2 separate regions of the Zea mays genome follow, and region 2 is linked to region 1. Evidence: chromatin contacts called from public Hi-C data. All regions are on one chromosome and are shown on one strand. The core of a region is the stretch at or near the end of the contact, and the rest is flanking DNA. Distances in the headings are between cores, read along the strand shown.

Region 1 (6,396 bases), core at 3,019-5,518:
TAAAAATTGTATAAAACACAAAGTCAGAAAATCATGAAACTTGTCCACATGTCATGATATCATATGTAGAGATTGTGATAAAAATTTGAGAATGTTTCGAGAAAGTTGTGACGCACAGGGTTTCGCTCCGCCACCTCCATTGTTCCCTGCAATCGACCCTGCTCTGTTCCATACTCATGTGAGTATCAAAATTGTAGTTAGATGTTGGTAATGCATTTGGTATAACACATGCAATCTCTTCTCTGTGCAGGGCCTATCTGGGGCGGCATCCAACAACCCTCATGAAGCGCCCAACCCATCGCAGCACCAGTCCAACCGCCCACCTCGATGAGAGTTATGTTTTTAGTATACATACTTCAGAACTTATGTTGAATACTTATGTCAGAGCTTGAGACTTATGTGTTGATACTTATGAACTTGTGTTGATACTTATGTTTGTGTTGAGAACTTGTATATTAATATTTGTGTTGGATATTTATGTCTGTGATGTATATATATGTGATATATGTGATGATATCTGTGATGTATCTTTTGTTTGTTTGGATGGAATAGAAAAAAACAAATAAAAAAGGTGTGTACTGATCACTTTGCCGAGTGTTACACTCGGCAAAGAGGGACTTTGCCGAGTGTCAGGGCTATAGCACTCGACAAATAACCAAGACCTAGGCACCAATATAGCTTCTTTGCCGAGTGCAGTGGCCCTAGCACTCGGCAAAGAGGCACATTTTGCCAAGTGCCATAAAAAGCATTCGGCAAAGAACCTGACAAAGGGACCCGCTGACGGATTCTTTGCCGAGTGCTGGCCGACAGACACTCGGCAAACAGTAACTTCGTTACCGAGTGTCACCTAGAACACTCGACAAAGACGTCGTCTCCGTCACCCCGGCGCCATGATGGCGGCTTTTCTTTGCTGAGTACCGTCTGACACTCGGTAAAGTCTGTGCCGAGTGCTCGAGAAAAAGTACTCGACAAAGAAGTCTTTGTCGAGTGCGACACTCGGTAAAGACTTTGCCCAGTGTTTTTTAGGCTCAGGCACTCGACAAAGCGGCCGATTCCGGTAGTGAGGGGCACCAACGAGGATTAGTTGGGACCTTGGGAGATTCCGGATATCTCGATAAAAATACCGGCATCGCCCATGAGAGTTTCCTTTCTCTACTAGCTCTTTAATATTCCGCATTTACACTCTCTACTTAAGTTGCATTCTTTACTATTCTTAATGTTGATTATATATGGTTGGAACTTAGGTTGCATAACTTATTTTGCGGTAGAGATAGTAGCACATAGACAAAACCTAGTTTGTACAATCTAGTTTAGATATTTGCATATATTTTGTTCTAGAGATTATTTTGTGGCCTAGTTTATTCACGTCCCCTCTTAGGATAGGTTTGGTGGACAGGAAAACTGAGAGAGTCTGCGGGGAGGAATTCCCCCCGCTATTCAATTTTGAATAGCGGGGGGATTCACCCTCGTAGATCCCCTCTATTTCTCTGTCCACCAAACCAGTCCTTAGACGTCATCGTTTCCTACAACAACAAACTACACCATATGCACGGCATGTAGTAACCCTCAATCGTTTGCAATTCTTGCATTCTCCGTGGTGGCTCCGTTCATTCTCGTTGTGGCCATCTCCGGCCTCCCCAATCTATAATCCAGCCCCTCCTCTAATCTATTTCTAGATCCATTATGATAAGAAATCGAAACAAGAATCAGCAGAAAAATCTATTACTCGTTTATTATACAGCAATGCACCACTAGTTACAACCTACAATTAGACAAACTATACTAAAAAGTTACATGACGCAAATGCACCTTTTTAAGAAGTCTCCACACGATTTAAATGTTTAAAGGAAACTATATATTACCTCCGTTCATATATATATATATATATATATATATATATATATATATATATATATATATATATATATATATATATATATATGACGTCGTTAACTTTTTAAAAAAACATTGACCATTCGTCTTATTCAAAATATTTATTCAAAAATATAAAATTTTAAGTCACGCTAAACGTAGAGATAGCAATGTGTACTCGAAACTCGAATACCCGACGGGCTTTAATCAATATAAGATGGATATGAGATGTTTTCTTTACCCGTCGGTATGCTAATGGGTGAGAACATCTACCCATCGGGTAGACGGGCCAGGTACGAGTATAGGTGAGTACTACTCATACATGTGTACTGGATAAAATATACCCGCATCATATCACTATTTACCATGTAATTAAAGCCGTCTTAGCTAAAAGAAAAACTTCTCCAGTCATTGTTTGTTTATCTATCAAGTTATGTAATTATATGGTTTGTGGTTTTAAGTTAAACTTATTTTTTCTGTGTTTGTTTAACATTTTGAGTGATTGCACGTTAGTATTTTAGACTTTTCAAACGTGTACGGGTAACCTGACGGGTAAAATTACCCATGCGTTTACGGATATACGTAAGATTCTATACCCGTGACCTTATACGGGTAACCCGACGGGTAGGATATTTTTTGACAAGTACGGGATGATACGGTCCGATGGATACACACCCGTTGTGATCTCTACTTAAACGACCTTGAGTGATAAAGAAATTACAACAAAAATAAATGATAACTGACGATTTTTTAAACAAGACGAGTGGTTAAAGTTTTCGAAAAAATCAACTGTGTCATATATTTAAATAACCAAGGAAGTATATTTTTGCTCATTTAAACCTACTATTTTCTTCGAAGGTTGTCGTCAAAGCAAGGAAGAACCAACAGGATAGGGCACATCATAGTTCATCTTGTGCTTGAGATTTCTTCACGGCAAGACCACTTTCCACCCATGCGGTATAACCACCTTCTATGTTCTTCACATTTCTAAATCCCTGTTTTCATAAGCATTCACATGTTTCAGATAAAAAAAAAGGAGACATAAAGAAATTGAGACGTCTCAGGACCTGAATTGCCCCGTAGAGTTTCAAGACTTGCACTTTCCAACAAATTAAACAGCTATATGCGATCATGGTAATTTCTGCTTTCTATATTAAGGCCTAAGATTCCATAAGATAAATCATATTGAGTGAACAATATGCGATCGTGTAGTCCTATACTGTACACGTACAATTATCCAAAGACAACTGAAGCCTCAAGGGGAAGCAAGGGAAAGAGGGCTTACAGCTGCCATGAGATCAGCACATGCTAATTCAGACCTCACTCCGCTTTTGCAGCCCTTGAAGGAAAAAGGAAAAAAAAACAGGTGGATCAGCAGAAGAACAAGCAAGATAAAAAAAGATCATTGTGAGAATAAACACGCCCATGACAAGGAGTGTATAAGTATAATTAATCTGATGAGCTATGGGTAGAGTTCATCAGAAATACCACAACTATGTTGTCCTCTTTGTCGAAACCCGCTGCGACCTGTGCGATGAACTTGGGGTTCTTCTCCCTTCCTGCTGAAACCATGCATGTGAGGCCACATCCAGTAGAGCACACAGTTCGAGCTAAAGATCGACTTGCCTTGTGAAGTGAAGAAAAGATAGGGCACGTTGAGTGAATCCTCCACATGCCCACTCCTGAATTCCTCCTCTGTTCTGTTAATAGAATTTGTGCTCAGATAAATGAAAATCAGAAGCTATGTACGTCCTATAGAGATCCATGTGATATGAGAGAACATAATTGTGAAATTGGTTCTGTGCTACTTTTTGTTTTTTGTAATTCTTCAAAAAAGTTCATTTTGCCGTTGGGAAAAAAAAGTGGAGATTTTTTATGGCAAAAAGTTCACTGCAAGAACTGGGAATCAGTCTGCACAAACAGAGTATGCTTGGTCTCTGACAGAGAAATTGTCTTCTCAGAACATTCCTCGGTAAAACTATGATAATCAGTTTGGGAGATTGGTTGTAATGGAAACAACCAAATATATCGGTCGACTGTACGTACAGTTTAATTAGACGAAGGGCGGAGAGAGGACTCCAAAGCAAATGTAATGCTGACACAAACAAACAGAGGTTGAGCAAAGGAGAGAAGAGCTGTGACCTCACGAGACACACGAGTTACCAAAAAAACAAAGGTCACCTGACGTCCAGGTAGCGGTGACCGCCGGAGCGGATGAGGTCGCTGGCTGCCGCCACGCCCACGGCCACCACCGGCGGCGGCGCGGCCGATGGCTTCTCCGAGCCGCGCGCCACCAGCAGCAGCGCGGACAAGGTGCAGATCGTAAGCAGGGTGGCCGACCTCATGTTCGTATCCTGGAAACGGTGAGACGCCACGACGGGAGTTTGTTTGGAGTTGTACTGGCTGGCATGATAGCCATCCGTCGTCTAAAAATAGCACACGGTCATGTGTGCTTCTGTGGGTGGGCCGTGGGCGGAGTCCAATCCCGTCAGCTCCCGTGGTTTCGTTTCAGCGCGCCGGGGTCCCACTTTCCTGTGGGCTGGTCGGTGGCCTCTACACAGCCAAGCGCGTTGATGGCCAACGATTCATGGAAAAAAACAGGTCAAAATCGCTAACGCACACGAAGCAAATCGATTCCAGAATCAATGACGAATCAGTGAATCACCCTGTGACTGTGACTGGTATGCGAGACAATAGGAAAGAACACAGTAAGCTGGCATACTCATTGAACCGAATGCACCGAGAGCTCCAATCAGGGGCTGTCCCATGTTGTAGCAAGGCTATATTCAATTGAATAAATATTATTTTTAGCAAAGAACTATGTGTATATATATTATATTTATACACTGAAATATTGTAATAAAATAAAATAACATTGTTTTACAGTTATTCGGTTCAAACTTTGTCTTTCACGGGTCTTTTTCATTTTCCTGTCATACGGCTAGAGATGACAATCATGCGGTCGTGAGCGGTTCGAACACAAGTATATGGTTTGTGAATCTATACCCGCGAGACAAAATTCAACTTATACATGTACCCACATACACTCGTAGGTATAAATTTATATCCATACCCGTACTCGTCAGATATCTGCTACCCGACGGATACACGTTACCTGTCCACCCACTATAATTTCAACATTCAGCACCAAACAATAAAATGTTTATTAAACAATATCATCTTATGAATCTTTATTTATTGCGCGAGTTATGATCTAGTTTACTAGTTGTGCAATGTGTATGCTCAATTATGCGCTATATATTATGTGATTCTATAATCAATTATATATGTTTAAAGGCTACTTGGCTAGGTTTTAGACTGTCAATTTTTTTTGTCTTCAATAAATTTCGAATATCCATCCTTCAGATCTTGGGCCCACCCCTGCACTGAACGGAGGCATGCAAACATAGAGGCCCCAAGCTGATCTCCTAATCATTAGGGGTTGGGGAACACACATAATCTAATGGGTTATGACCATATTCCCGATTGTATGCATAATCATATGGTGCAACTGTTTTTTCTCAGTTATCAAAATCCTTTGTTGATATTGCAATTTGAGCTTTCATTCCTATGTTTGAGTGGTTGTTTAGCGAATTGTGTCTGCTCACTCTCTGCATAGCACTATTTTAGATCTAGTACTAGTAATCAATAATCAGTAACACTGTTAGAGGTAACAGTAGTAATCAGTAACACTGTTAGAGGTAACAGTAGTAATCAGTAACACTCTGCATGGCATAATGTTTGAACTGAAGTTTCCTAGCCTATTTCGGATAGATGCAAACATCAGTGCTGTTGAGAGATGTAAACATCAGTTCTGTTGAACTAAAGATTCCTACCCTATGTTTGAGCAGAAAAAGTTTACCTCATAACCTCATATTCTTAGTCATTTTTTCAAACTTAAATAGATGCAAATTTGTATATAGGTTTAGGAGGAGCGTAATTGTACAGTCCTATAGGCTAGATTTTTTTTGGCAAACAGAATTTCGGTCAAGTATAACAACTATAAAGTCATAGGCCTTATGGATGGATGCTATTTTGAAGAGAAATTTGCAAGTGAATTTAAAATTGTGAAGCCAACATATGGTTGTACTAGTATCTCTGAGCTTTTACAAGCCAAACTTAGTGTTGTTGTCTATTTATTTTGAACTTTAAGCTCTAACAAGCAAACTTGTTACCTTTATGTATGAATGCAGTGTTATTGGCATAAATGAAAACATGGGATATGTTTAACCAATTTTGTATTTGATGTGGAATGTGAGATTGTATGATAGTGTTTGAAGTATTGATATTGCATGGATAATGTGAAACTAATTATATAATTTTCAAGGCTTATATATGCATAGCATTGGATCGTTGGTCGGTAAAAGTGCATATATCTCATCAAACAGAGTGTCGGTATAAATTCTAACAGATTGTCAGTCCAGAAAAACATGTTAGTCGGTATATCTCTTGTGTGTCTAACCATCTGTCGATACAAATATGTTCGTCGCTATAAATTTATACTGACGCCACTTACAGCGACAG
Region 2 (6,620 bases), core at 3,173-5,672, 170 kb after region 1:
GTCTCTGTCAAGCTCTCCAAGAAGATTGTGGAGAAGCCGTGGTGTCGATTGTGAGGGGTTCACGCCTAACTCACCGGAGCGGCAAAGGCGACGCTAGTGGAAACGAGGTATTGAGTGATTTCTTGTCCACTTGGCTCAAAGATCAAGTCACGTCTTGATAGAGGAGCAAGTGAGAGCTTGAAGTCCACCTCAACGTGGATTAGGGGTGATCGGCAAATCACCGATACCACGGGATAAAATCTAGTGTCTTTCTCTTCTCGCATTACTTATTACCACGGGATAAAATCCGGTGTCTTTCTCTTCTCGCAATACTTATTACTGTGCAAGTAATTAGTATTTCACATATTGTGTTTCTTGTATACAATTACCATAGTTGTTTCTCATAGATTGCTTACTTGTTGTCACTAGAGAATTTATACCTCTTGTCATATTGATTAAATTTCTCTAGTGTTTTTGATTTTAGTCAAAACCATCTATTCACCCCTCTAGCCGGTGTCCTAGATCCTACATATGTGTCAAGCATTTGAACACACTAAACACATGCCGAGAAATATGGTAATAAGTAAGCCTAGTACCTGATTGAACCGGACATTACTCCCCACTGGACCTGAGACATAGTCTCTCATTCTAGATATGGTGGGTACAAGTGCGGTCACTGCATGGCGACAGTTGGGGTCAGTGGAGCTTAAGCACTTGGTTGTTTGGAGCAATGGAGATGTGTTTCTACTCAATTGCAATGTTGCTTAGGCTCCCACATTCTAAAATGTCCGAATGGTGGGTATATATAGAGCCCCAACCCAAATATAGTCGTTGGAGGAAAGCAACTTGTCTGTGTCATATCGGACCAGACCAGAGTTTGGTGCCCTCCATGTCAGCTAGCCGCTGGTCTTCTAGTAGATGCCCTGCAACAGTGCAGAGGTCTGATGCACCACTGGATCGGTCCAATGACTGCCACGTCAGATGACCATTGCTGACTAGCGGTTGCGGACCATTGAGCCGAGGTCCATTGCACCACCCGCAAGGTCTGGTGCGCCAGCTGGCTCAGGTGCCCGAAAACATCGCCTCTGCACAAACGGTTCGGTGCACCAGAAACAACCCTACTTGTTTTCTTCAAGCTTCTTCACTTGGGCTTGTTTCTAGTCTTATGTCTTTGACTTTGCTTGATACTTGTAGGTCTTCTATGTGTCTTCTAATGTCTTCTTCGAGGTGTTGATTCCTCATTGCCTTATTATAAGTCACTTTTGCATCATGCAAACTACAAACATAAACACTAGCAAACACATTAGTTTACAAGGTTGACCATCAAACACCAAAAATGACATAGTTAAATGGGTCGAGGTCCATTTTCTATAATCAACATCGTACTCTACTTCGTACGAGTTTCGTGTGTCGTGTGTCATGTGCGAAGCACGCATAGATCCGTTTTCTCCCTTAGGTGTCGCCTAATAACAAGATAATATAAGCCTTACCTCTTACATGCACAAACCACCACGAACGCTTCCTCCTCCTCGCTGTCGTCGTCATATATTAACCCGCAACTTCTCATATCGCCTCCCTCACCCTAGATCTTCCGCACCACCATAGATGACATCGACCTCCCCCTGTTGACCCAGCATCTCAAACCGCTGCCGCAACTCTCCTCCGCTCGTCGTACGCCTCTATAGGCATTAGGGCAAGAACAACCAAGGGAGCAACCAACCATGCAACCACCAGTCCATCCACCATGAGTGCTTCCTCCTCGTCGCTATGTGCCTCTATAGGCTGCAGGGCAAGAACAGCCGAGAGAGCAACCAACCATGCAACTATCACAAGCACTTCCTCCTCCTCGTTGTTGCCATCGTATATTAACCTATAACTTCCATCTCTTTCGCATCTTCGCCTCTCTCACCTAAATTCTTTCCGCACCACCATACATGATATCGACACCTCGAATCACTCTCATGACTCTGCCACCATACGCCTCTACAGACAACGGGGAAAGAACAACTGAGAGAAGAGGAGGCAACGTTGCCGAAAATCCATGGCTAAAGAGCCAAGGGAGAGAGAGGAGATGAAAATGTGCTCCAAATATCGAGTTTAGTTTTATATTAATTGTTGGTAAATAATTTATGAGATATTAAAGTCATTTATATATTAATATTTTATTGAATATTTATGTGTCATCGGTCAAACCGGGTGCAAGAGTGGTGTAGAGTTTCAGCAGTTCAAAATGGACGAGTATACCGTGGATGCTCTTGTGAAATGACGAGAAATTTGGATTTATGTCATTATGAAAACTAGGTTTTGTCCAAATGCCATCATGTGAACGTGGTTCACTAATACACCATTCTAAAGCGTTGTCTTACAGACAAAATGCTATTTAGGGGTTATCTGAAACATAAAATAAATTTAGGTGAACGTTAGCTTCTGGACTGACTGTTTTGCCCCTAGATGAAATAAACTCTCCTGTCTCTGTGCATCGGCCGGCTCTCCTCTGTCGCTTGGCCGCCGCCGTTCAGATCATCTTGCCGCCGCGCCTCAGGTTGTTCTGGTGATTGTCCACCGATGCCTAGCTATACTTGCCCGCCCAGCTATGCCCAGCTACACAACTCAGTTTCAGTCACCTAAACAAATGGGCACCACGAAGTCACGAACTGCTAGAGCCTAGAGGGCACCACGAAGAAAATAACTGCTACAAAATAATGAGCCAACAAGGTTACAAATCAAATTGGTCTCAACTGGTAGTTGTATGTAAAATTGGAACCGAATTGATCTGACAACTGCTTGAATTTTCCATCTTACTTGCTGAGCCGAAGCAGTTGAAGTTGGTGGATCAAGTCAATACCGGTGTACGACGTCCAAAATACTACACTGACAAGGCTAAAAGGGTGTTCGGTTTCTAGGGACTAATTTTTAATCCCTTAATTTTATTCCATTTTAGTTCTAAAATTGCCAAATATAGAAATTAAAATTTAATTTTAGTTTCTATATTTAGTAATGTATAGACTAAAATGGAATAAAATGATAAGACTAAACATTAGTTCTTAGTAACCAAATATTCCCTAACCTAACCCGCCAACCGAGTTTATTTTAGGAAACAAAGGGAAAAACAGTAGCATCCATGATAACACGTGATGAATAAGATAGGTAGGGAGTCGCACGCCGCTGGTGAAGGTCGAGTGGAGCTGGGCGTCGCCGGTGGAGGCCGACAGGAGCCAGGCGCTGCCGTCGCCTCGACCATCTGGATTAGAGATGGCAACGGATACAAACTCGCTTGGTTTTGCCGTCTCAAATCCGTACCCGTGAAAAATATCTATGCCCATTAAAAAATCCGTACCCATGACGGGTTTGAGATTTTGTCCAAACCCGTACCCATCGGGTTAGCGGGTACCCATGGGTTACCCGCGGGTTTCATCTCCAATATACTTATTCTTCTCATAATCAATAAGTATCATAATGATTAATGATATCGTGATCCAACATCTATGTAATGAACAATGAGATCATGATTTGGTATAAAAATTATTAGTAGGGAGAATGAACTACAAATAATAAGTTGTATAATTAAGTGACATTGCACTAAGTTATTCATCCACCACATATATAACGCTAGTAAAAACTATAATAGCAAGCAAGCAACACTCTCACCGACTACTGATACATTCACCAATTGATAAAAATTATGAAGTAAATAAGGAATAACAAGTTTGTTGTTCGTTTATAAAATAAAATGACAATATGCACTAGGTTTGGTCGGGTTTAAAAAACCCACGGGTTCACGGGTTTGGGTACTATAGGAATAAACCCATACCCATAAACCCGTCGGGTATAGATTTATGCCAATTAACAAACCCATGGGTGTGAAAATTGACCCAAACCCATACCCTAATGGGGTAAAAACCCATCGGGTTTCGGGTACCCATTGCCATCTCTAATCTGGATGCTGAACGAAGGACGGAGGGCCTGTTTGGTTCAGTTTTTTTTCTAACTAACTTTTTCGAGAATCTAGCTGTGTGGAGAATTTAGCTGTGTAGAGAATCTGAGTATTATTAAGATTACGTGTGGAGGAAGATAAAGTTGTCCATGAAGCTCAGGATATATAAAGTGACGGATTACTACTATTGCGACAACTTAACCGATTATATGTTTATGTTGATTTTGAATGATTTTACTCAAATGAATTTTATAAAAGCTGGCTGAAAAGCTAAGTGTTTGGCAGTCCTCGACAGTTTTGGTGGACAGAATTTGCGAAAAGCCGAAACAAATAGGGCCAGAGAGAACCCAGGTGGAGTCCACGGGATCATATGAGAGTTGATTTGGTGTAGGGGCAAATTAGTCTGACTAAAGGTTGAAACACTATTTAAATAATTTTATGTTTAAAAAATAAACTCTAAATGACATTTTGTCTATAAGCTAACATTTGGGAATGATGTATTAGCGAAGTACATTCATTCACATGATGACATTTAGGCGAAAGCCGGTTTCCATAATGGCATAAATCCAAATTTCTCGTGAATATCTCAGCGCCGAGCTCGAGCCCGCAGTCTGCCATCCCCTTTCGGTGGCAACCAAATCCGGCTTGCCTGCAGCGGATCTCCATCTGGTCGGAGTGGATCGGGTCTCCGGTGGTGTTTCTCGCCTCCGTGGCGGTTAGTGGCGCCGGACGGACCACGTCCCCGCAGCAGCGGTCAGCGGCGGCTGGCCTAGCTGCGGTGGCTTGAGGCGGCTCTCGGACGGGTGCCTCGAGCTGGCACCAGCGGGTGGGTGCCGCAACTCTCACCGCTAGCTGGTGTAGAGGCGGCGAGTCCCGGCGCCATGGAGGGTAGGCCGCAAGTGTCCGCTTAGAGAGGGGTCAACAAAGGGACTTGTCAAGCTACGACACTGCGGTCTTCGGTTGCCCTGCTCAGCTTGTTGTTGCCGTACATGATCCTTCATGATTTGTGAGAGATCTATATTCCCCGAATCTTCACCGGCTCTGCCAGATCACTGGCGATCTTCTTGCCAGCCGCCTCCGCTAACCTGCGCGGCACAGTAGAGCTCAGGAAAAGCGGTGGGACTGAGGGAGAAAAGAGGAGATGACTAGCCTGTCGATCACAGTGATGACGCTGAACTTGCATGAAGGCGAGCAGCCGAGCGAGAGTCCCAACAGCTGGGAGAAGCGCCGGGACATCTGCGTCAGCGTCATCACCAGCTACTCTCCTACCATCCTTTGCACCCAACAAGGTAAGCGGTGGTGAACTGGTGATACAAATCATGGGAGCCTAGGCTATCGCATTTGTTGTACTCAATTGATGGGTTGGAAAACGCAAGTAGCTATGATCCCGTGTGTTTTCTTGTTAGATGTAAGTAGTGCTACCGTGGCGGACTAGGGATGGAACTGAACTGCTTGCTAGTTTGAGCTAGGTTTTATATTTCCGTTCTTTTTTCCCCTGTTGACAAAGAGGTGTTCTATCTGGATTGGTCAATTCTATTGTCTCTCTCGATTAAGTTCTAGAATTATTAATTCCTATGAGTGGGATTGTAGTTCTTGAATGTGTGTTATGTCTGGTTTTAGCTCTAGCCTGCACCAACTTGCTTGGGAGCAAGACATCCTAAATGGATCCCAATACTTAGATTTAAGAGATTTGGAGCTAAAAACAGCCTTAAACATTTCCCGAAAGATGGTCTCAGAAATTTGGTTATCCCAAATCCAGATCTCTCTCTCTCTCTCCACCTGTTGAGAGCAAGGTTTGCTCCCAATCCACTGTAGGGCCAGTTTTCTTGCGCGCACTGAAGTCCTGCTCCCTGCTCGTATGGGCCACACCATCGTGGAATGCTGCTGCACTTCCAGCTTGGTCCTGAACATCTTTATTTGGCAATCACTGAAGAGCAACACTAGTCTATTGTTTTGTGGCAAAATCATTGGAGTGTAGTGAATGCATCTGCAGTCTGTTGGATTGGCTATTGAGCAATACTAGTCTGATAGATTGAGCAATGCCTGTCTCGTCTGCAGTGTAGTGAATCACTGCTCACTGACTCTGGTCTCATTTCTATTGCATCTGTAGTGAATGATGTTTTCTTTTGTTTTGTTTATCAATGGAAATGATTATACACTTTCAGTTAATTTTTTTACATTTGGTAGTTCGCCTACGTGGCAAAAAATTAGAATATAGGGAACCAGGTTTGGAGAATATGCTGGAGAGGAGTGTGTTGGAGCCAGAATATTTGGTAGAACATTCTAATGAGCAGAGAACCATTTTTTAAATCTCCTGGAGATGCTCTAAATGGATTTGTTTTTGTTTGTTGTCACATTTTCTGTGTGTTTTCTATAGGTTTTTATTGTTTTTGTTTGTAGGCTAAAAATAGTGGGTTTGGTATGCAGGCTTAAGATGGCAACTGGACTACCTACAACAGTGCTTGCCAGGTAATTCATCCACACCACACTGTTTTTTACTCATCTTGCCTGCTGACTTGGCTACTGTTTGATAATAGTGATGCATTTTATGCACAACTAGATAGATACCCTGTGTGTTGCAGCAGTTGTTAGAAATAAATTGTTGCATGCATAGGTTAGGCCTATCCAGATATAATCGGAACCTAGCCAAGCTAATGGACGAACCCAATAGAAAAAAGATAATCTAATAATAGAGAGCGCATTATAG

What was found. A called contact is a pair of places that touch in the nucleus more often than the background predicts.
Region 2: a contact with region 1 is called in a Hi-C map of leaf, with 1.7 times the contacts expected there. The contact joins the promoter of LOC103641526 here to the promoter of LOC100286331 in region 1. A contact is called at or near these places in 2 of 25 Hi-C or Micro-C datasets (ear and leaf).

What each region holds. Positions count from the first base shown.
Region 1 is chr10:104,540,766-104,547,161 of Zm-B73-REFERENCE-NAM-5.0, forward strand. LOC100286331 (senescence-associated protein DIN1) reads right to left here and starts at 4,269. Exons shown (of 5, transcript NM_001159218.2): 1 at 4,054-4,269; 2 at 3,499-3,572; 3 at 3,361-3,431; 4 at 3,158-3,211; 5 at 2,646-2,867. The coding sequence starts at 4,217. The coding sequence ends at 2,772.
Region 2 is chr10:104,708,414-104,715,033 of Zm-B73-REFERENCE-NAM-5.0, forward strand. LOC103641526 reads left to right here and starts at 4,423. Exons shown (of 7, transcript XM_008664862.3): 1 at 4,423-5,202; 2 at 6,341-6,382. The coding sequence starts at 5,055.